2 separate regions of the Gossypium hirsutum genome follow, and region 2 is linked to region 1. A link is a contact called in public Hi-C data. All regions are on one chromosome and are shown on one strand. The core of a region is the stretch at or near the end of the contact, and the rest is flanking DNA. Distances in the headings are between cores, read along the strand shown. Region 1 has its middle 5.7 kb from the start of LOC121206118. Region 2 holds the start of LOC107889045 (UDP-D-apiose/UDP-D-xylose synthase 2-like).

What was found. A called contact is a pair of places that touch in the nucleus more often than the background predicts.
Region 2: a Hi-C map of hypocotyl shows a contact between it and region 1, with 2.2 times the contacts expected there. The contact joins the promoter of LOC107889045 here to the enhancer-like site in region 1. A contact is called at or near these places in 6 of 34 Hi-C or Micro-C datasets (callus, fibers, hypocotyl and 1 more).

What each region holds. Positions count from the first base shown.
Region 1 is chrA09:64,253,058-64,260,264 of Gossypium_hirsutum_v2.1, reverse strand. No RefSeq gene overlaps it. Among protein-coding and RNA genes, the nearest start is that of LOC121206118, 5.7 kb to the right of the region's middle. Within about 2 kb of position 4,129, at least 6 of the 9 cell types and tissues checked have an H3K27ac peak or open chromatin away from gene starts, as enhancers often do. A contact at or near this core is called in fibers, hypocotyl and leaf, where this site is marked.
Region 2 is chrA09:64,316,042-64,323,248 of Gossypium_hirsutum_v2.1, reverse strand. It overlaps LOC107889045 (UDP-D-apiose/UDP-D-xylose synthase 2-like), which reads right to left and starts at 3,099. Exons shown (of 9, transcript NM_001326754.1): 1 at 2,745-3,099; 2 at 2,303-2,395; 3 at 2,048-2,155; 4 at 1,050-1,164; 5 at 835-968; 6 at 621-722; 7 at 424-516; 8 at 190-325; 9 at 1-91. The coding sequence starts at 3,011.

The sequences.
Region 1 (7,207 bases), core at 2,880-5,379:
TCGACTTCCATGAAACTTTCAACCCAGTTGTAAAACCAGCCACAATTCGTGTTGTTCTGGCTTTGGCAGTGAAGTTTGGCTGGCAATTACGACAAATTGACATCAATAATGCCTTCCTTAACGGTGACTTAACTGAAGAGATCTACATGGTTCAACCCCCTGGCTTTGAGCAACATCATGGTAGTCAGAATTTGGTATGTCGATTAAAGAAGGCACTGTATGGCCTTAAACAGGCACCACGCGCTTGGTTTTCCAAACTTAGAGACTTTTTACTTACTTCTCGGTTTGTATTAGCAAAGTCAGATGGCTCTTTGTTTGTTCAAAAAACTGGAGGTGTGTTGCTATATGTGCTTGTCTATGTCGATGGCATCATTGTCACCGGTAATCATCAAGGCAGCATTGATGAATTTGTCACAACCTTGGATACACAATTTTCTTTGAAGGATTTGGGGCCTCTTAGTAATTTCCTGGGTATTGAAGTCTTGCCTACTACTAATGGGTTGTTCTTGAGTCAACGCAAATATATCCTTGACCTTTTAAAGAGAGCTCAAATGGAGTGTGCAAAGGGTTCTCCTACTCCCATGGCTACTTCGACATGTTTATCTCAACATGATGGTAGTGCTATTGAAAATGAGTCTGACTATAGGAGCATTGTAGGTGCCCTTCAGTATGTTCTTATCACTCGGCCTGACATTACATTTGCTGTTAATAAAGTCTGTCAATTCATGCATCAGCCTCTTGATCAGCATTTTAAGGCTGTAAAACGAATTCTTCGATATCTTCAGAATACTGTGGAGTATGGTCTTCATTTTACTGCTGCTACCCACTTGGATCTATTCGGTTTTTCTGATGCGAACTGGGGTACTGATATCGACGATAGGCGGTCCACTACAGGTTTCTGTGTGTTTTTTGGTGGTAACCCTGTGGCTTGGGGATCCAAGAAGCAACTCGTTGTCTCCAGATCCACTGCAGAGGCTGAGTATCGAGGACTTGCTCATGCTGTTACTGAAATAGTGTGGCTCGAGTCTCTCTTGTCTGAGTTGCATATTGTTCCTTCCAAGAAAGCTACCGTGTGGTGCGATAATTCTAGTGTCAGCCAATCCAGTGTTGCATTCAAAATTCAAGCACATGGAGTTGGATTTATTTTTTGTTAGGGAAAAGGTTGCTGTTGGACAATTGCTTGTGGGGCATGTCCCAGCTCAGGATCAAGTAGCAGATATTTTCACTAAGCCCTTGTTTGCTCCTATGTTTACGAAATTTCGATCGTGTCTCAAAGTTCTTTCCAAACAGGAACCAGCAGCAGAGGTCAAGTAGCTGGAGGCATATTAAGGAATAAAAGAAAGTGTTATAGTTACTGGTAGTTAATAGTTAAGTAATGGTTAGCTGTTAGCAGCTAATTAGTTGTTAGCAGTTACTGTCGTTACACTTTATTGTTCAAGTCTGTATAAATACAGTAGTTGGTTGTTCAGCTAAATAGATATGGAATTAATCTTCTTCTCTTCTTCTTGAATTGTGTTGTGTTTCTCATTACTCTTTAACATTGGCTTATTACAGAGCACCTTTGTTTCCCTTTTTGGGTTTTTGATTTTTTAAAATTTCATTAGCCATGTGAAGTGAGTGTGGGATGCAAACATTTAAACATTTATTTAAATAAAAATATGTTTACTTTTTTTTATATTTTAAAATAATATATTTAAAGAATTTTGTTTTTATACTTGTATTTAAATTAGCTCAAAATAAATGTTAAATATAAATACAAAAGCTTTACTTAATAGATTCGACTTGCTTTGATTTGAAATTGAGTAAAAATAAAAATCATCAGCCTTAATTAAAATTAAATAAATTTTAAAATATTTTATTTAATTATAGAAAATATATAGATATTAAACCAAGATTATATTTAAATATTTTATTAATAAAATGGATTATCTTTTAACTATCTCTTCTCCATTTCTTTTGTTTTATATGCAAGACAAAGTTAGGCTACTTAAGCAACGGATTCCTGATATACCTAGGAAGTTTCTGTTTTGTTTCTCTTTTCCTTCCCTGCTTTCTAGGTAAAATTAAGATATTATTAGTGATTGTTGGACGAGTAACTTTAGTGTTTATATATTTTGATGAATTAGTTCAGTTAAATTTATTAGGTAAGATTTTACTATTAATCTCATATGATATGTAAATTGTAGATTTAATTATTGTTCTTCAATTTAGTTAATTTTTTTATCTTAATTTTTAAAATTCTAAAATCTCATAATTCAAAATATGCTGTGATTAAAAAAGATAGTAAGATTTATCTATTAAATTAATCTTAATCATAAAAAATATTCAATATTAAGCTTTTCACTTCTGTTCCAATGGTTTAACCTTTAAGAGCTTCATTAGTCATAAAACAAATCAAATCTTATCAAAATCTTATTTTTTATACAATATTTTAAATTATCCATAATCTCTTTTCAACTCTTAAATAAGAAAATAAACTCCTAAGATAATATTTAAATTAACGAGTAAGATACTAACATATAATTTATTTATATATTTATGAATTATACCTGCATTTTAATTAAAGGTAATTAAGAAACATCTTAGTCAAGTACTTTGTGATAAAAAAAATGTTGAGAAATGAAAAGCACTTTTGACTCAAGAAAAGAAGAAATAGAAAGAAGAAGAGGAAGAAAAAGACCAGATCTGCATGGAGGGCATAAGTCTTGACAGCTATGGTGGGAGCCAGGAAGGTGATAAGCTGACCAAAAAGGTGCAGTTTTAGGAGGATGAGACTGGTGATCGCACTAACATGATGATTGACTCTCATTCTGAGGGTCGAGTGTCTATCCGGGATGCGTTGGCGATGGGAAGGGACCTAATCCGAATGGGTTAGGGGATGAGAATGGTCTAGCTGACGGCGATGACATTGAACTACTTGATGGGGATGTGTCTACATTTTTTGTTGATGGTATGCCAGCGACCCAATTTTCTGAAAGGGTGTATCAGATTTTGGAACGGAGCACGGCTTGGACAATGGTCATCAAGCTTCTAGGTCGAAGGATAGGTTTCAATGCCCTATCCAATAGAGCTTATGCACTATGGAAGCTGTCTCAAGCTTTTGAATCGTGGACATTGAGAACTATTATTTCACCAAGTTTCAATGAGAAGAAGATTATGAGAAGGCTCTCACAAAGGGGCCATGGGTTATGTATGATCAATATCTTACATTACAACCGTGATCCATGGATTTTGATTCCTAGAAGTTGTACCCTGATAAAGTTATCGATTGGATCAGATTACCAGGGCTCTCTGGATATATGTATCGAAAAAGCATATTGATAGAGAGGGAAATTAGTTCATAAGGGCATTAAATTAGATTATGATACGGATTATAGAAAGCAACAAAAGTTTGTCCGTTTAACTATTTACATTGATCTTGAGAAGCTTTTTGTCTCAAAAGTCATGATTGGAGAATGAATTCAACAGATTAAATACGAGCCTCTTCCAACTATTTGTTTCAAGTGTGGATATTATGGCCATGTGCAGGATGTTTTTCTGATGGATTGTCCGTCAGAAAAAGCCAATGAAGTAAGATCGATGAGAACAGCACCGTCTACATCCTTGGACAAGAAAGTTATATAGGAATTTGTTGGAAGGTCTTGTGTCAAATGGGTTCAACCATGCACACGTTCACATCACAAACACAAATGGGAAAGGTCTTTTTTTTTTTTTTGAAGGTGCCTGCCATGAATGATGTAAGTGAATATAGTATGGTTTCTTTTTGGGCTATGTTTTATGTGAAGTGAGGGTGAGATATTTAATACAAATATGTTCAATTATTTGAATAATCATATATATATATTAAAATGAATGGTAGTATTTAAAAATCATTTTGTTTACAGTTTTCCTGGCGAATGGAGGTAGGAGTGTTGTATTTTAATAAAGAAAGAAGACAAAAGGGTTGTATAAAATATATATAGTACAAGAGAGAAAGTGAAAGGAAAAATAAAGGGAAGTAGTGGTGAAATTTTCTTTGGTCGGCAAATTAAAGATTAAAAAAAACAAATGGATACCAGAGGACAACGGACACCAAAGTCATATTATTGTTTAGAGTTGATCGGGGGAACGGAGTGGAGCTCCGAATACTGTATTAGCCTATATGCTGTCTAATAGGCCAAAGTCATAGGATACCCCACACTCTCTCTCTGCCTTCTAATATTCCATCCACCAACGACTGCTTCTTGTCTTGTGCTGATGTTGTTGCTACCTAAGGATTTACTACTAGTTAGTCTAATATTTTCCCAATTTTAAAATTTCAATTTAACTTAAATAATAATTATATTCATTAATTTAAATTTTGCTATTAATTTTGTATTATATTTAAGTTGTAGATATAGTTTTTTTTTTGTTCATTTTCAATCTTGATTTCAAAAAATTTTTCAATTAAAGTCAAGATTAAAATTTTAAAATTGACAAAAATAAAAATAACTTAATTAAAAAACAAAACTTAAATCTATAACTTACACTAAATTAATAGCAGAATTTAACCATTAAATTAATAGGTAAGCCAAAAATACTCTCCATCATTAAATATGTTTCAATTTTAAACTTTTCACTTCAATCTCAATAGTTTAGCCTTTTATTGGATCTAAAATAAGTTAAATCTTATTAAAATCCCAATAAATAAGTTAGATTATAATTTATCATGTTTAAATTTGTGATTTCATTTTTTTGAATGGAGTAAACAGAATTTGCTTTCATTTTTAAAGGGGCAAAATATTATTTAATTTCAAAATTTTTAAAGGGATTAAAAGAAAATTTTTCCATATTTTAGGACCAAGGCATTAAAGCTAAGAAACATCCTAATCAAGTACTTTGTAGTAAATTAAAGTGAGTCATGGTTGACATGAGAAATTGAGAAAGACTAAGAAGTGCATCTTTTAATCGGACTGTGGACAAGTCCGAAACAAAGTTGTACCCATTATTTTGTAGTGACAAAAAGAACAAAGATATCCAAAGACACAAGAAGGGTTTGTATGACATGTTTTTCAACCTTTGAGATAAAAAAATCAACTGCTACGTTTTTCCTCATTTTTTACATATCATTTTTGTTTTTTTTTTTGTGGTTGATTTTTTTTCTAATATTTTTGAAAGGAGAAAGATTTCAAAAGGAAAGGTTATTTAGAATTTGAATGTTGGATTTAGAGTTAATTTTAAATTTGAAATTAATATTTTTTTGTTGTTGTTAAAATCGAATGAACTGATCGGTCGAATTGTAGGTTAATTTTTTTAAATATTATTTTCAATATTTAAAATTTTTATCCTCAATTCTTTTTATCGTCGAATCAAGTTAATTTAGATAGTTACTTATTCAAAACACGATTTAATACGTATGGCTTTTGGAAGAAAAAAAAGTAATAATAAAAAATTATTTTACAAATTTAAATTTATTTTATAATTAAATAAATTATATTTTATAAGTCTTTATTAATATTTTTATTTTTTTATATATTATTCGATCCGCTTAACAAAACACCTTTTTTTTTTTAGATTTTTTGTTTTCCTCCGCTGTTTTAGTTTCTTTTATTTCTCGCTGATAATGATAGTTATATATTGTTTTTCTTGACAGATTTTCAATTCATTTGGAAAAAGTTGGTGAAGCATGGTTGGCCCAAAATTGACGTACCTTGCTAGAATTGTTTTTGGACTAGGCTACTTCTCCGAGCATAAAAATCCATCCCATGTCTACATTTGAGCAGATTCAAGTAAAAATATTATATTTAAAAAATAAGTTTAGATAAAAAAATTATACTCGTTTAAAATATAGGTCGAATTTGAGTTTAAACATTTAAAATTCAAAATTAACTCAACCTTTTTTAAGATTGTAATATTTTATAGGTTTAATTCACGATTTGACCTCTAAAGTATCTAAACGTTTTTTTACTTTAGTATCTAAACTTTTTTTAGTCCCAATTTACTTTTCTAGTTAAGTTTTGGATCAAAAACCATAAAAGAACAATACTTTAGGTACTAAATTGAGACAAAAAAATAGGTATCAAAGTGAGAAAATAAGTATACTTCAAGAGTCAAATCGTAAAGTAAACCTATTTTATATTTTGTTATTTTTATATATTATATAATTTATAATATAAAAATTAAATTTATAATAGTATATAATAGTACTATAATGCAAACATTTAAAAAAATTCCTAAAAAGGCTATATATAAAATTTTAATAAATAAAAAACATACAAAATTACTAAATATTAAAATAAAAATAAAATAAGTATACATTGTTTTAAAATTAAAAAAAATGGGTGAGCATAAAATGAGCTAGAGGTGTGCATGAGCGGGCCGGGCCGGGTTCGGGCCGGGCCCACAAAAAATTTTAGGCCCATTTTCTAGGCCTAGGCCTGGGCCCAGCCCGGCCCTAAATATGGGCCTAAAAATTTGTCCAAGCCCGGCTCGAAATAAAATTGTTAAGCCCGAGTCCTGCCCGGCCCGACCCATATTAAAATTTTTTTAACTTATTTCATTAAATAAAAAATTTTAAAATATATTAAATAATCAAATACATTTAAAATAAATATTAAAACAATTTTTAAAACAATACGCAAATTGAAAATATAATAAAAATTAATTATATTAAAATTAAAAATAAAATATAAATATGATTAAAAATAAAAAATATATATATTTAGTATATAATTCGGGCCGGGCCGGGCCGTGCTCAGGCCAAAAAAAATTTACCCGAACCCTGCCCATTTTCTAAACAGGCCTTGTTTTTTTACCCAAACCTATATTTTGGGCCTATATTTTTACCCGAACCCTCCCATTTTTCGGGCGGACCCAGCCCGGCCCATACACACCTCTAAGATGAGCTTAGGTTAACTATTTACAAATATGAGCGAGTTTAGATAAAATTTTAAGTTCATATTTCAAATCGGGTTAAACTTAAGCAAGCATAAAATATGTTAATAAGCTCGCCCATAAACACCTCTAACCCATATCATATAAACTACAGGCATGGATTCGAGTCAAACCATGCACACTATCCATGGTTTAACTTATCAAACATCTCGGTGAGGTGCTCCCTCTCTATGAACTCATTACCTCTTCAAGCGGTCTCACTCGAAGCTTTTGGGAGGGTAAGAAGACAAAACTCTAATCAAGAACAATATCAATTTATTGAAAGATCTATTAGCCTTAAATGAAGGACAATTTA
Region 2 (7,207 bases), core at 1,850-4,349, 64 kb before region 1:
ATGGATTTCTTAATAGCCTCGGCATAAGTCCTGTGTTGGTAGGTTAGGGTAGATTCGAGCAAGTCCCAAAGGGATGTCTTGGGGTTCCAACCTGTTTGCCGTAATGAAACAATTGATCAGATGCTCAATTCACTTACAAGATAAAAATCCAAAGATCATACGAGAACAACTAAGAAAAGCACAACCTACCGAGTTGTTTGTTTATTATGGTCATGTCTGGAATTCTCTTGTCACTATCATCATAACCCTCACCATAAAATTCCTTGGAGCTGACATCAACTGTTGGAGACTCCAGCACAGTTTCTCCACTAACCTTGGCATAGACCTGAAGAGCCCAAAGGCATGTAGTTATAAATTACATGTGATCAAATATACCACTATAAAAAAAATAAAAATACGAACTATAGAAACTATGTGCTTCACCTTAGTCATCATTTCAGCAAGTTGCCTAACTGTGACTTCATTGTTCGGGTTACCCACATTGAAAATATGGCCATTGGCCCTATCTGGATTTTCCTGGACAAATGAAACCCAACAGCTTAGTTTAATTTCTGCGTTTGGCTAGATGTGGGGATGAGGGAGGGAAGAGGGTGAGTAAGAAGAGACAAGTTAATACGCACAATCATCAAGAGAACAGCTTCAATAGCATCCTTTATGTATATAAAAGTTCTCTGAGATTCGCCACCATCCACAAGCTTAAGTGGTTCACGACGTAGGAGATTCTAAACAGGAAAAAGAAAAATTAACATTCAAAATATAACTATCAAAGAATTGAAAGGAGAAATTATAGGCGGCGTCTAGGATTCCTAGAATTAGGAAAAGAGTTCGACTAACATTACTAAAGCATGCAAGAACTCTGGGAACTCCCTCACTAGGACCATCAATACCAGGAATGAAATCCATCCTGGGTCCAATCCAGTTAAAAGGCCTCACAATAGTGAACTCGAGCCCAGTCTCTGCCCCTTCAGCTGAAATCGATATAAAATTAAGTCAGTTAATATAATTCTAAGCATCTCTATTGGGAACAGGCTACTTGATAAGATGCTAACCATAAATGAGCCTCTCAATCAACTGCTTAGCACATGCATAGGACCACCTCTGTTTCTCAATTGAACCAAAAATGCAGGGGGAAGTATCTTCCTTAAGAACATAGTAGGCAGGATCCTATATCACATAAATCAGAGAATGAACATATTAATAACATCTATAAATATGGGAGGGGAAAAGGAACAATAACACTAAAGGAAACTTAAAAATTTAAAGGAGAAAAAAACAAAACAAAGCATACTAAATCATTCTCAGCATCACCACAGATTTAGCCATACACATAAAATACGTCTAAAAAGCAGATTGCTTGATAAACAAAAGTCTTTTAAAAAAATGGCATACTTTGAACCCTTCAGCCTCATGAAGCAAACAAATTAATAAAAGAGCTTTTCCAAAAGTCTCCTTTTTTTTTTTTATAGAAAAAGGTTATAAACATGACTGACAAAGAAAGAAAATAAATGATAGTCAACAAAATTTAAAAACTTGAGAAGATAATATCAATAATCAGTGCAGGAATAAAGATCTTGCAAGGCTTGATACTGCTTGCGCATAAAGGGGCTGACCAGCAAATAAAATTGGCATAACTTGTTATAAACAACTCATAAGTACAACTTGACAGACTAAGTAAGACCTCATTAACCATTCAACTATCACAGTAAGTTGCTATTACATTGAACCAAACAACCACATAAACTCCCACCAACGACCCTCCATTTTTTTAGGAGGGCATTGACCAATGTCTGCAGACCATCCAATTTCAAGATTCATTCATTTAAAATAGCTTGACATTTCAGCTCAACACCAACTCCAATTTTTTTTTCCTACTAAAATATAAAACATATAAATCAAAAAATAAACATTGAATCTTTCACATAAAAAGAGCACCGAAAGATCTATACAAAACCACACATGTTACCCTGTTAAAAGCAAAGCATAGATGTAAAATCCTTTTTCAAGAGATACTCAATTAAGCTATTAAAAAAGGAAAGTGAAAGGTTACCTGACGGAGAGGAGAATCTTTAGGAAGAAAGCTTCCAATAGTTTTTCCATACACTTCACAAGTAGAGAAGTGAATCAGACGCTTGTTGTTCTCTGAACAGTACTTCACCTATCAAACCACAAGTTCACAGCACTGACTTCAACTTCGATCTCAAAAAGCTAGTAACAATCAAATCCCCCCTCATTCACATCGACATCAATCTAACTAAAAGAGAAATAAAAGATGACAAAAAACCATTACAAGAGAAATGCTTACCACAGGAAGTGCATCAATAAAATTGCTGTAAATCGTGTCTAGTGGACGCGTATTATAATCTGCCGGAGTACATATGGCAGCAAGATTTATCGTCTACATTGCCAGAAAAACAATAAAAACCAAATCAATCGCCATAAATTCAGCAAGAACTTTTGAAACTCAACAAAATAAATCCAACAGATAATAAGAAACTAGCTTTTAAACAACAATGGGAGAAAATTAGCTCCAGAGGAACTTCAAAATCACATAAACAAAAACAAGATTGCATGAGATCTAATAAATTAAAACAAAAGGGAACACTAAACAAACAAAACGAAGAAAAAGCAGTCAAGCGGAAAATAAAGAGAAACAGCAAAAGATCCGCCTGAGCATAATTTTCAGCAAAAGGAAGTAGTATCAATGATATAAGAAAAGAGAGAGAGCAAGAAAGGCAAGAAATTACGAGATCTGCCATCTTGATGAGGCCTTCGAGCCTAGAATCGTGCTTAATGTTAAGTCGGTGGAACTGAATACGGCCAGCCCAAGGGAGAGAGTCAGGCTCGAGGAGATGCTTGATCTTGTCATTGTAAACGTCCAAGGCGAGCACCTTGTGCGGCGTCTCCGACATCAATTTCTCGCAAAGGTGGGAGCCGATGAAGCCTCCGGCGCCGATCATGCATATCGTCAACGGCTTTATTGGCCTCCCATCAAGATCCGTTCTCGTAGCCATTTGAAACGACGCCGGTTTTTTATAATCTTCGAACGACGGAGACGACGATAAAAAAAAATATTAGCAGTGTTACAAGAGAAGAAATGAGCTGAGAGAAATGGAGATGGAGAAAAATGAAAGAGGGGCGTGCTGTATATATGTGGTTGGAAGGAAGGAATTGACAGAGAGACGGTGACCCTTTTTTACAAAGTTACACTAGATGATGAGGCCGGATTAATGCGTACTCGCGAATGTAGCTAAATCGGTGTACTCGAACGATAAGAGGTACACGTGGAGGATTTAAATGGTGCGGGCTAATGTTGGGTGCACAGGATCCCGGTGAACCGTGTTTAGATTGGATCTGAGGATAATTATTTCAATCATACCATAAATTTTTATCTATAAAACAACTGATGGTTTGGTTTGGATTAATTCTGTGCAAAATATGTATATCATGAACGAGTTAAGTGATTTTTTTTTCTTTTTAGTTTAATTAAAATAAGCTATATTTCATTCATTATTAAATAAGTAAATATTTAAAAATTTGAAATCTTGATTGTAGGTTTACATTAACATTATTTTTTTGAGAGGATAGTTATGTTAAATTGGTATATTTTTCACGCAGATAACCATTGATGAAAATCTCGGCTAGTACGTACTTTATCAATTTAAATTATCTGTATGATTATAATACTTTCACAAAATCAAAATATAAATGTGCAAAGACGTCTAGAATTGAGGCACCCACTTATTCCTAATATTGATCAAGATTTTAGTAAAATAAATTAAAAGTGTTAAAAGAGTGTTTTTATGTGTATATCCCTTATAAAACGGTTAAATTCTCTATTTATATGATACGGTTATTGTTCACGGATGTGACATTGTAGGTAGGTTCTTATGCATGCCAATATGTACTCTACTTTAAAATTAACACATGTTTTCTGTGTATGGGTTTGCCTGCATGGTAGTGCGAACCCACATCGTGCGAGCTCATTAAAGAACGCTAACACCTCATGTATGAACTCAGGGTGCGAACAATGTAGGCTACAGGTCGGAATCCGATTAGGTAACTAGGTAGTGCGATGGTAATGATGAATACCATAACAATTTGTCCCCCACCTAGTTCGAATAAGAGTTATAAAGTGACTCTTCTAAGAACTTGGCTTCGCGAGGTGAGAGATTATTGAGAGAGAAACTTATTGCATGCCAATACCTATCCTACTCTAAAATTAACACGTGTTTTCTATATATGGGTTTGCCTGCATGGTAGTGCGAATCCACATCGTGCGAGCTCATTAAAAGACACTAACACCTCATGTATGAACTCAGGGTGCGAACAATGTAGGCTACGGGTCGAAATCCAATCAGGTAACTAGGTAGCGGGATGGTACTGATGAATACCATAATAATTTGTCCCCCACCTAGTTCGAAGAAGAGTTATAAAGTGACTCTTTTGAGAACTTGGCTTCGCGAGGTGCGAGATTACTGAGAGAGAAACTTATTGTATACACTTTTCAGTTTAGATTATCATATACACTTCACTACATGTTGAGGAGAAGTACAATTGTATACAACTGATTGTGCCTTCATTCTTGGACACATGAATCGTTAAAGTGTAAAATTCTTTTAAAATGAGGTTACCTTAACCCTAAGAATGAAACCATTTGAATTTGAATTTTTTTAGAAAGAGCTGCAATTAAAAAGGATAATCGTGTTTCAAAGGAATTTTCTTAAAATCTGCAAATTGTATTTGTGATTTTTTTGGGTTTATTTGGACACAATCGTTAGGGCAAAAGGAAGTGGTTGTATTATCCAAGGTAACCGTAGTGGTTTAGGAAGTGAGCCTTCATAACACCGTCAAGTGAATACTCCTATAGAGACGAAAGCCTATGCTTATAGCACCAAGAAAGAATAGATGAATAGTCACTTGGTTGCTAAGGGATTCAAATACCCAATGTTGCTTATAAGTTCTCGATTGTTGAAGGGTTAAGGCAATTGAGTGACACCACTGATGGAAGTTTTCTGTTTCCCTTACAAGTACTAGAAGTAGGTTTTCATTTTTCACTCCATCTATTTTTCTACAATTTACTTGACAAGTATAGGACAGCTCTGGGGGAGTTATCTGGCTTCTCATGGTGGGTCGTGATGGCTTACTTTATTTCATGTGGCCGGCGAGAAGAGGCCCCATTAATTTCTGTTTTCCAGAATCTGTACCAACTCAAGGCTTATAATCGAGGGGGTTCGCTGGGTTTATTTTACTTTACTCATCGCAATAAACTGGAATTGATTGTTTCCAATTGGTCTTTGAACCTTCAATTGAATCACTGTAAGTACATATGGGTAAAGAGTAAATTTAAGGTTGGTTTTGACTTTTCTATTGAATGGTTTACACCTATCAAAAGTGAATGCTTACGAAGAGAAGATATTATATCGAAAGTGGGGTGGGCTTAATTTTATCGGCTTCGGCTAGGCCGTGTATTGAAGCTAGAGAAGTTGGTAACTGTGAGAAATGTATTTCACTATTGCCTCGCAGATCTGAGCTTTAATATATGGAGGCATGTTGGTGATGATAATGGTGCGGACACCGTTTCAATTTTGCCTACTCAGTTCACATGGCTACATGGTGCCACTGGTGAGTTAAGACTTATTATGTTATGGAAAAAGAATAAGCTTGCAAATTATTTTTATACTTTTTTATAAATTAAAGCCTTGTTCGCAGTCCTTTAAACCTGCCGAGGATTAAGAGGTAGCACGAAGTGTAATGGCCCAAATTTGAGGTTATCAGAACAGTGGTTTCGGGACCACAAATCCGATGAGAAAAATTTTATTTTTCTTATATTTTTATGGTCTACAATTTTACAAAATGATTTTTTGAAAATTTCATTCGAAAATTTCGACGTTTGGGCACTCAATTTAGTCAAAAGGACTAAATTGTAAAAAGTGCAAAAGTTGAGTTCTACATGTTAGAGGTGTCCAATTGTTATGAAACTTTAAATTGGAGGTCTTTATATGGTAATTATACCATTGGTAACTTGGTAGACAAAAATGGACATGAGATAAGTGAAATAGAAAATTTTTAAGTTAGGGGCAATTTGGTAATCTAGTAATTAAAATGAATTAAAAGGGAAAAAGATGGCAAAAATCATCATCTTCTTCATATGAACGAAATCAGCAAGGGGGGAAGCCATAGTTAGGGTTTTCAAGCTTCCAAGCTCCATAGTAAGTGATCCCAAGCCCCGTTTTTAATGTTCTTTACGTTTTTGAGATCCCGGTAGCTTAATTTAGCTTATTCTAGCAATAATTTAACCTAGGGTTTATATTTGGAAAAATACCCATAGGTGAAAAGTGTTTATTTTGATGTTTTATGATAGAATATGAAGCTAGAAATTATGTTAAACAACTTTTGCTAAGCGATTTTAAGTGAAAACGAGTAAAACGACATAATCGGTAAAAATACCTAATGTTCATAAGTACATGTTAGAGTGGGAATTTGATGTTGCCATAGAAGGGAAAAATGTTCAGAATGTTATAAAACATAAGAATAAGAGATGAAGTTTAATTTCCGAGCCTTGGGGCAAAAATGTAATTATGTAAAAGTTTAGGGGCAAAATTGTAATTTTGAAAAAGTTAGAGTCGAGGGCTGTTTTAATGAATGTGATTGTTAAATAAGTTAAATTTACTATTTTAGATCAAGAAGTACGAAACTCGAGGTTAGACAAAGGGAAGAATAAAGTTGAAGACTAAGTTGGTGAATTTGGCTATAATTGGTACCGAGGTAAGTTTACGGTAAATAAATGCAATATTTCAATATTTATTATTAATGCTGTTAATTTCCAGCAATTATGAATTTATTTTATGAATTTATTTGATGATGATCCAAGCATGAAATGATAGAGAATTAAAATTTAAAAGTCCCGTTGATACATAAGGATGGTACTGGATACGAATGTCATGACATTTGGGTAAAGAGATCCCATGTAAGACCATGTCTGGGACATGGCATTGGCATCCTTAAGATCATGAGAGGTCCCCTGTAAGACCATGTCTGGGACATGGCATGGGCACCGAGACGAGAGGTCCCATGTAAGACCATGTCTGGGACATGGCGTTGGCACCGAGATGAGAGGTCCCCTATAAGACCATGTCTGGGACATGGCATGGGCACCATCACGAGAACATCCCATGTAAGACCATGTCTGGGACATGGCTTTGGCATG